Regions from separate parts of the Pan troglodytes genome. Here region 2 is linked to region 1. A link is a contact called in public capture Hi-C data. All regions are on one chromosome and are shown on one strand. Each heading gives the region's core, a stretch centred on a gene start, on an enhancer-like site or on the middle of the called end of the contact. The rest is flanking DNA. Distances are from core to core; before and after follow the strand shown.

Evidence for each region. Capture Hi-C pulls out chosen DNA fragments and counts their contacts.
Region 2: a contact with region 1 is called in a capture Hi-C map of stem cell-derived neural stem cells, with 5 times the contacts expected there. The contact joins two enhancer-like sites. A contact is called at or near these places in 2 of 7 Hi-C or Micro-C datasets (induced pluripotent stem cells and stem cell-derived neural progenitor cells) and 1 of 1 other capture datasets (stem cell-derived neural stem cells).

The regions. Positions count from the first base shown.
Region 1 is chr2:185,431,921-185,436,006 of NHGRI_mPanTro3-v2.0_pri, forward strand. No RefSeq gene overlaps it. Among named protein-coding and RNA genes, the nearest start is that of ATP11B, 540 kb to the right of the region's middle. Within about 2 kb of position 2,726, at least 3 of the 24 cell types and tissues checked have an H3K27ac peak or open chromatin away from gene starts, as enhancers often do. A contact at or near this core is called in stem cell-derived neural stem cells, where this site is marked.
Region 2 is chr2:185,672,579-185,676,651 of NHGRI_mPanTro3-v2.0_pri, forward strand. LOC107970855 (a long non-coding RNA gene) reads right to left here. Exons shown (of 4, transcript XR_010155467.1): 3 at 741-790; 4 at 110-144. Among named protein-coding and RNA genes, the nearest start is that of ATP11B, 300 kb to the right of the region's middle. Within about 2 kb of position 2,748, at least 10 of the 24 cell types and tissues checked have an H3K27ac peak or open chromatin away from gene starts, as enhancers often do. A contact at or near this core is called in stem cell-derived neural stem cells, where this site is marked.

The DNA of each region.
Region 1 (4,086 bases), core at 1,476-3,975:
CAGAAAGGAGAAACTTTGTATTTCATGACTTATAAAATCCATTAGTTGCATCTCAAATTTCTTTTTTTTTTTTCTTTTTCATTGTACTTCAGTTCTGATTACTTGGATTAGGGGGAGAAAACTCAGTAGGATCTGCCAATTTTTAGTGATTTCTGTCATCAATTCCTGATTGCCTAGGATTGCTTTGTTGTTCACCTTAGATGCCTTTAAAACATGATTTATTTAAGCCTATTCACTCTTAGTTGGTTTGGTGATTGGTAGTAAAGTTGTTTTGGTATCACCCATTGGAGTGAGAATTTTCCCCACATGATGGCCATTGTAGGTCTTTCACATCAGGTGTACTTTACTTCTAGAGTTGTCAGAAAAGAATTTAACTCCAGTAATTAATTATTTGGGATAAGTTTCCCAAGGAGTCCTCAGCTTAGGCTACATTAGAGGCACTGCATTCTATTCATATAATATGAAACCTTGTAGGTCATATGAATAATTAAGTTTTACATCATTGTGAAATAAACACATACGCCTACATTTTCACCGAAGTATGTAAGTGGATGGTTAAGAAGCAAATGTGTGTTTCCCTTTGTGGATAATAATGGCAGACAGTCATATTGTTTATTTTGCCTTTGATATGAATTTAAATCAAATAAAGATGGTTCAAGTTAGCACAGGGAAAATCCAGTTGCTTCCCTGGGTCCATCAGCATCTTAATCCGTTTTTCAAATGTTTTGGAGTTTTGCAAAGCTTGAAACATTTTTTTTTTTTACCATGCCCCCTTTCCCTTGTTTTATAAGCCAATATAATTTTAAAGAAAAACTTAATCCATATGCTTGTGATTAATCTTTACTAAACTCATCAAAATGGTGTTTTGTAAGAGTGATTTGGTGTCCAACAAGTCTTTTGAGTCTCTCTGTAACAGGCCTTCTTAATGCCATTTCTCTTTGAAGCAAGAAGTTGTGTTTTGCCAACAGTAGAGAAATTCAAACCCCCAAAGGGTTGAAATCAGTTTGAAACTTCAAGCCTAAGGGCTCTGTGGGGTTCTATACTTGGCAAATGGCTACTTCCCTTCTAACTTTGAAATACCTTATTTTCCTCTCACAAGAAATGCTCTACTGTTTTGCTAAAATATGTATTTAAAATAATCTTCAGATTCTTTAATACATAAAAATATATACATTAAAAAGTGGGGCCTAACGTTTAATTTATTCTAAAGCAATATTATTTGATTATCCATTTGGATTTTCCTTTAATTCTCATTTTCTGACCCTACACATCTTTGTGATTTGGATTTACCCAAAGATTTACCAGAAAAGATGACCATGATGATCCTGCAAGCTGGAAATAAGTGCTGGGTAGTTATTGGCTTTCTTCCCCAGGTTGCTCAATAAAGGACATATTTCTTAATGTACTAAGCTAATGTCTCACACTATATTTCATACTTTTATTTATGTTGACAACCAAAACTTCAATGCAGAAGATTTTGAATAATATGCTCTATGTCACAAGGTGAACCATAATTCACAGTTGTAGATGTTTGCTAGTTTTTCAATGTAGTTCATTTCTATTTATATGTTTAAAGGAAGACCTGTATAATTTCAGTTAGTTTTTATACAATAGGCGAGAGGAGAGAGAGTGAGAAAGAGAAAACAAAATAGTATGTACAGCAAGTTAAATATCCAAACCACTATGGTCCTTTGTCCTGACTGCTTTCTGGCCATGAAGTGGGAGTGCCCTCTAGTGAAACTTTAAAATCATTGGAAGATATTGGGTGTAACGTGATTAAGGTTTTCTCCTAAATTCTTTCCTTCAAAAATCTTTGGGCATTAACAATTTGCATAAGTTTTGAATGAGAATTAGAGAAAAACACAAAATACCATCAAGTAAAACTATTTCTTTGGGAAACAAATACAAATGAATACATTACTGTCAATATCAAAAAGTACATGTCTGCATATCTTTGTCATCTATCTGTTTATCTATCTATCTATCTATCTATCTATCTATCTATCTATCTATCTATCATCTATCTATCGAAAGATCCCAAGGACACATAAGTAGCATATAACCCACAACAGGGCTATAGTTATCTAAAAGAAAACATATAAAAACATAATTACCCACTTCTCAAGAAGATGAATAATAAATAAGTTACTTTGGAATGTGAAAATAAGGCAGTAGTAGCAATACACACGAGTAAATAAGAAGTGAAAAATACATCTTGTCATCTATATTATTCCAAATCTCTTTGTAGAAAGCAGCACATGCTCATTGTGATAAAATCTGAAAAAGTTCAAGGCCAGGAGTCAGAGTTCTTACCCTGGACTTCACTTACCAGCTGTGTGAGCTTGGGCAAAACATTTAACCTCTCTGAGCCTCAGGGTCATCATCTGCAAAATGGGGCTTAAGAACACCTGCCCTACCACCTCATAGGGTAGTATTGAAGGAGATAAAGTATGGGAAAGGGCTTTGAAGTAGATAAAGTTCCACACTGTGAAGGTATTATTTTTCTGACTTCTTTCTACTGAGGAAATTTCAAGCAAAGTCCCCTTTCAGGATGAAGAGGGAAAGAAAGAAGACCCTTCTAAAATTCTCTGGAGTCAGGAATCATTGACAAAACATCTTTCTTCCCAATCAAAAAAGAGTCACAGAGAAAGAAACAGGTGGCGCCCGAGGAAGGATGCAGGGTTAGACATTACCATCGTGGAGCCGCCAGCTCTCCCGGACTAGGCTGACGCCCACGTGGAGGGCCCTCGGCCAGGAAGCATGGCCTGGGCAGCCTGTGCTGGAGCCGGCTGGGCAGCAGCTGGTGGAGGAGTCAGGAACCACGTCCCCTCGGGTTTACAGCAGCAAGAGTTTCCGTGAGTCTAATCTCCACCTTGCACAGAGAGAAGCTCAGCAGCACGTATGCTCCGCACCTCTGTGCTTTTAATCCCCCCTCTTCGTGACCATCCATGCAAAACCATTCCCTCTCTGTTGTCTTTTCAAAACTGAAAATATTTTCATTTTGTTTATGCCAACATAATAAACTCTTCATCTGAGCAAACAATCTGATTTTTCCTTTTAGTTGCAGCAAGTTTAATTTTAGATTTGTGCTGTAACAATTCCTTACTTTTCTCCACATAAAGCTTGTTTTCAGTGAGATGTGGTTTCTCACTAGCTGTGTTTGCTTTGAAGAGAGTTTCACGTACTTATTTTTAAAATCAACTTGTATAGGCACTTTAAATCAAGGTATTAAAATTTTCAGATCATTCAAAAACTGTTCCCTTTTTTTTTTATGACAACATAGGTATCTCCTATGTATTTATTGCCGGATTTTCACTATTTATCTTCTGGATATACATCTTTCTTTTGTCCAGAGTGAGAAACTGTTTCTAGTTTCTTTACTCAGAGGTACTTCACATTGTCAGACATGCATAATCAATCTTGTACTTAAACCTTTGTGAGGAACACAACAGATGGATAATGGGAACATGGTTGCCATTTGGGGTCTGGTCAATTCATGAGCTGCCTCTACAGCCATGACTCTGGTGTATAGGAGAAAAACCATAAAGTTAATCTCTAAAGCTATCTGACAGGTCCCATGCCTGCTGTTTATGTCCTCCCTCCCCATTTGATCTAAACAGTTGGCATGGGGGTTGAGGGGTGCCACTTCTTCCTCAGAATAAAATTAAATAAGATATTCAGCAGGTCTTCAACTGCTCACGGATTTATCCAAGATAAGTGACCAGTTTCAGTTGAATGACTGGGGCTCCCATGTCATAAAATTGCTCTTGGCTAAAGCTAGAGTTCACTTTGTCTAAGCTACATGCTCGTGTATTGCTGGAGCACCACGACTTCTCATTGAAACTTTGGGTTCCTTCTGTATTAGAACCTTCCCTGACCTTTGCTGAACACCACAAAGAAACCAAATGCTAACCTCTGTTTGTCTCAAATTTTCCCCTATTAATGCTTGGTCCAAGTCTACATTTCCAGCCAGTCTTTCATTTAAAAACACAATCTCATTCAAAACCTGCCTGGTAACTTTATCACTGGGGTAACTGTTACCTATGATGCAGGGCTGACCTGGGTCCTTGTAGCACTTGACATCAT
Region 2 (4,073 bases), core at 1,498-3,997, 240 kb after region 1:
ACCCCACACTTCCTAACTTTGAGTCACGTTAAGTTCAACTGATTCCCCTGCTATTGATAACGTATTTATTCATTTCCTAGAGTAGTACACATTCCATCCACAGACGGTGTAGGTTTCACAGGTTTTTATATAGGTTTCATAAACCTATAAAAAAGGAAAAAAGAGATAAGTAAAATATTTAATTATTTAAATTGCCAGATTTAATTTATAATGCACGTTAATTGCAAGATCAAATTAAGGACCTTGGGACTCAAAATTTTGTTTGTTTGTTTGTTTGTTTGTTTTTGTTTTTGTTTTTCTCTTTTGACCAAATTGAGGAGCAGGCAGGACTAGCCACACAGGAGCAGAAGACAGATCGATCTCAGGGTTTTCATGCATTCTGGCTAGAAGTATAAAACCATGTATCTGCTCATGTGTGCTACTTCCAATGCAACATGCAAGAGAATGAGTTCCTTCTGGAGATACGTCCCTGCGGGCATTCCAAGGGCACTAACTAAAAGTCCATTACTCTCTCTGCCACTCAAGAAAATGCAAACTAGAAAACAGTCAAATGTATTTTTTAATTGTTCATTCATTCATTTATTCCACAAATATATATTATCTACAATGTGCCAGGTATGGTGCTAGGTACTGCCGATACACAGGTGAAAAGATATACAAACTCCCTGCTGTCATGAAGCTTACAGTCACATTGTTTGGTCCTTTGTTTGCTAATAGTTAATTAATTAGACACAGCATACCTTGGTTATTCTCATTTCTTCTCTTTGGCTCCTTGGCACTGGTCTGGAGACTGTAGAAAGAAGAGAAAGAAGCAGGATCTAAGCTAATGGAGGGATATGACTCAATCCTCTACAAACTCTCAAAGTTCACTGGGTAGGGAGGAACTGGCCAGGATGGAGCCTGTGTCCTTCCCTTTAGCACTGGGGCCATCACAGTAATGTGGCTCTGTAGTCACTCTAGAAATCGTCATTAACGATTCATGGTCAATGGAGACTCATGGCTCTTAGTAGAGGCTGCCATAATATGCTATTGTAGAAGAATATTTCATGAGAAGTTATGGTCGGATTGTTAACTTTATAAAGCAATTTATAAAGTATTATCTGCAGTATGATACAATTTCGGTTAAAAGCAAAAACATATGTATGCACAAAAAAAGGTAGCTAGAATATATGACAACATGTTGGCGATGGATATAGTTCTGTTTAGGATTGTGGGTGCTGTGTGTGCATGTGTGAATACATGTGAACATGTATGCATATGCTTTTCAATGTTTTCTAAATTTCCTACAAAGAAAATGTACTAAATCATTTAATGATGGGGAGAAAAATTGTATCCCTCTCCCCAGAAATCTACATCAAATATTACTGCAACAGAAGGTGGGCTCCAATGAAAGAGGAGCCAGACGCCTATCTAGGCAGCCTCTTCCTCCTCTGTGGTCTAGGAGATGATATTGCTTGACCTGTCCACACTTGGAAGTAAAGCTCTGAAGCTTTTCTTGTCAAATTTTACTCGGACCTATTAGCCCAGAGCAAAGTAGTAACCACAATTTTTCAAACTCTGCTATTAAGTGCAGTTATGGGTGGTATTTCATCACCTACGAATAGTTGGTAATTTTTACAATAACACATTCTACCAAAATAAATTACACATGTATCAAAAAGTCATTAACAGAAACTTATCACAATGATATCAAACATACGACCTTTCAGCAAGTAAGATATATATGTGTGTGCATATATATATATATATAGTGTATATATATAGTATTTCTAAATCCGCCAAGGTATTATCCCAACCTGAGACATATACATTAAAAAGAAAGAATGTGCTAAAACAAAAACAATGGTATAGCATACTTTCTTCCATTTCAGTTTGTTTCTTCCAAACTGAATCCCCACTCCCTTTGCTTGGAGGAAGTACAAGGCCATTCTCCAGTGAGGGGAAAGTAAATGATTGTGTAAACTCAGACAGAATCAGCCTGTCACAAATTGGCAAATACAATTAATGGTTAGTTATCTACAAAGACTTCAGTCCTGTCACTTTTCAATTTTCTGGTCAGCATTCCAAAAAGGAACCAACTCTAATTAGTAAAATAATTCTTCAGGTCTTTATAGAGCTGATTCTCTATAAAGCTCTGTGAAAAGCTTGTTTTTGTTTTGTTGTTTTGTTTTAAAAGTTATTATAATTCCCTTACTCCAATATGAGAGATAAGAGCACTTACATACTTAACCTACCTTCTAACTAGAAAAATTATTTTCAAAGATTACTATTATTTTTTTAAGCACGCCTCTAGGCGCACCGAGTTTCTGCTGTCATTAGGTAATCTGTGCTGAATGGTAAAAAATAAGCACGTAAACCTCACAGATAAAAAGTTGTATTTGAAAGTTAATATGAGATTTGCTTCACCCATGTGAATCATCTCGGGATAATAAAAGAATCTGATTGAGAAGATGATATGTATAGCTAGCACGTAGTCAAAATTACAGATGTACATGTAAACCGTTAAAATTAATTACTGGCTCTATTTAGAAAAAGAATCTCCTCTGGACAAAAGAGGGTTTGAGTACATCTCCCTGTTCTTCACTCCTCTACCTTTGAGCTTTTGGGGGGCCAGAAATGCTAACCTTAATTAATGGAAGACCGACTAGACCCCAGGCAAGGGTTTGGGTCCCAGGCCCAGGTCTCCTCCTGCGCCTCTCCCGGGAGTAACGAGCAAGCGGGCTTCATTACTGGCAGCTGAGGGGAAGGGTCACTGGGAATGGATTTGCAGGGCCCTCATTGAGCGATCACTCCATGCTGAGAGGAGCTGGCCGTACTCTCGGACACCTGGTCATTAACATTGCTAATTAGCAGCCATTAATCAGGGCGCTCGCTTTTTTTTGTTGTTGTTGCATGTCACCGGCTCAGAGGAACCAAGTGAATAAGAAGATTGTTTCATTACCTCCACAAGAGGTAGAATGAAAGCAGTTCCCATCAGCTCAAGATGAGATGGATTAAGGGAAAGGTTAGACAACAGTTTGAGATGAGCTGGGGAGGGGGTGGACGGAGGGGGCCGGGAGACCTGAGCTGTCTGCCCAGGGAAAATCAGTCACCTATAATTAATGAAATCTTCTGCAACCTAATTCTAATCACCGTGTGAGCGGCTCTTCGACGACCAAATTTTTGTATTTTAAGAGCTTTTTTTTTTTCTGTTAGTACAGGGAATTATCTTTAAGTTATTTTAATTCTGTTTGATACTCAGTAGGTTTTAAGTTTGGTCTTTTCAGCCCTTCTCATTCTAAATTCATCTTCTCCTTCCCAAAGATTATGAAGTCATTTAAAATTTTAAGTAGTTATAATTAAAACACTTTTAGAATATCTTCGCTATTTTATGGTTACTTTCCAACCAATGGTCAAAAAGTAATTTTTTAAATAATTTATTCTACAGAGTTTAGAATGAGAATAAGAAGAAATGGTTTGTTCTTACTACTGACTGCACCCAAAAGTCAAAAGGGAATAAAAAGACTCTATCGATTTGTATATAATAATACTGAGAAGAATAACATCGTTAAAAAGGGCTATGGAGTGTGTGTGTGTTTGTGTGTGTGTGTGTAAATAAGTTGGGTTCTTCTTGTTAATTCAAATGTAATGTGATAAACATTCTTTAATGGAATGTTTTCTCTTCTGGAATGTAGTGTTTTGTGTATATGCCATATTACATTTATCTTAATTTCTAGAAAACGGAAATCTTGGTAACAGATTGCATATCTCACAGTTGTTTTAGTTGTCATTTTCTATCTAGAAAAAAAATGCGTCAGAATGCTTATTTAATTAGCAGCTAGTTAGCTATGAATTCATTCTTTTATTAAAATGGGTTCACCCAAGAACTGCAAAACAGATCTTGACTTACGTGGGAAGCTCTCCTTATTAAAGAAACAGTGAGCATTTCATCCACCTTTTTGCTATGTTTTGCTCTGAGTTCCATGGTGGGTTACAAAATGTGGTTTGCAAGTGGCACTAAGTGACTAGAAAGCAGAAATTGCCTAAGTATTTAGTAGTGTTGTGACCTCATTTGGACAAGTGTAATAAATATA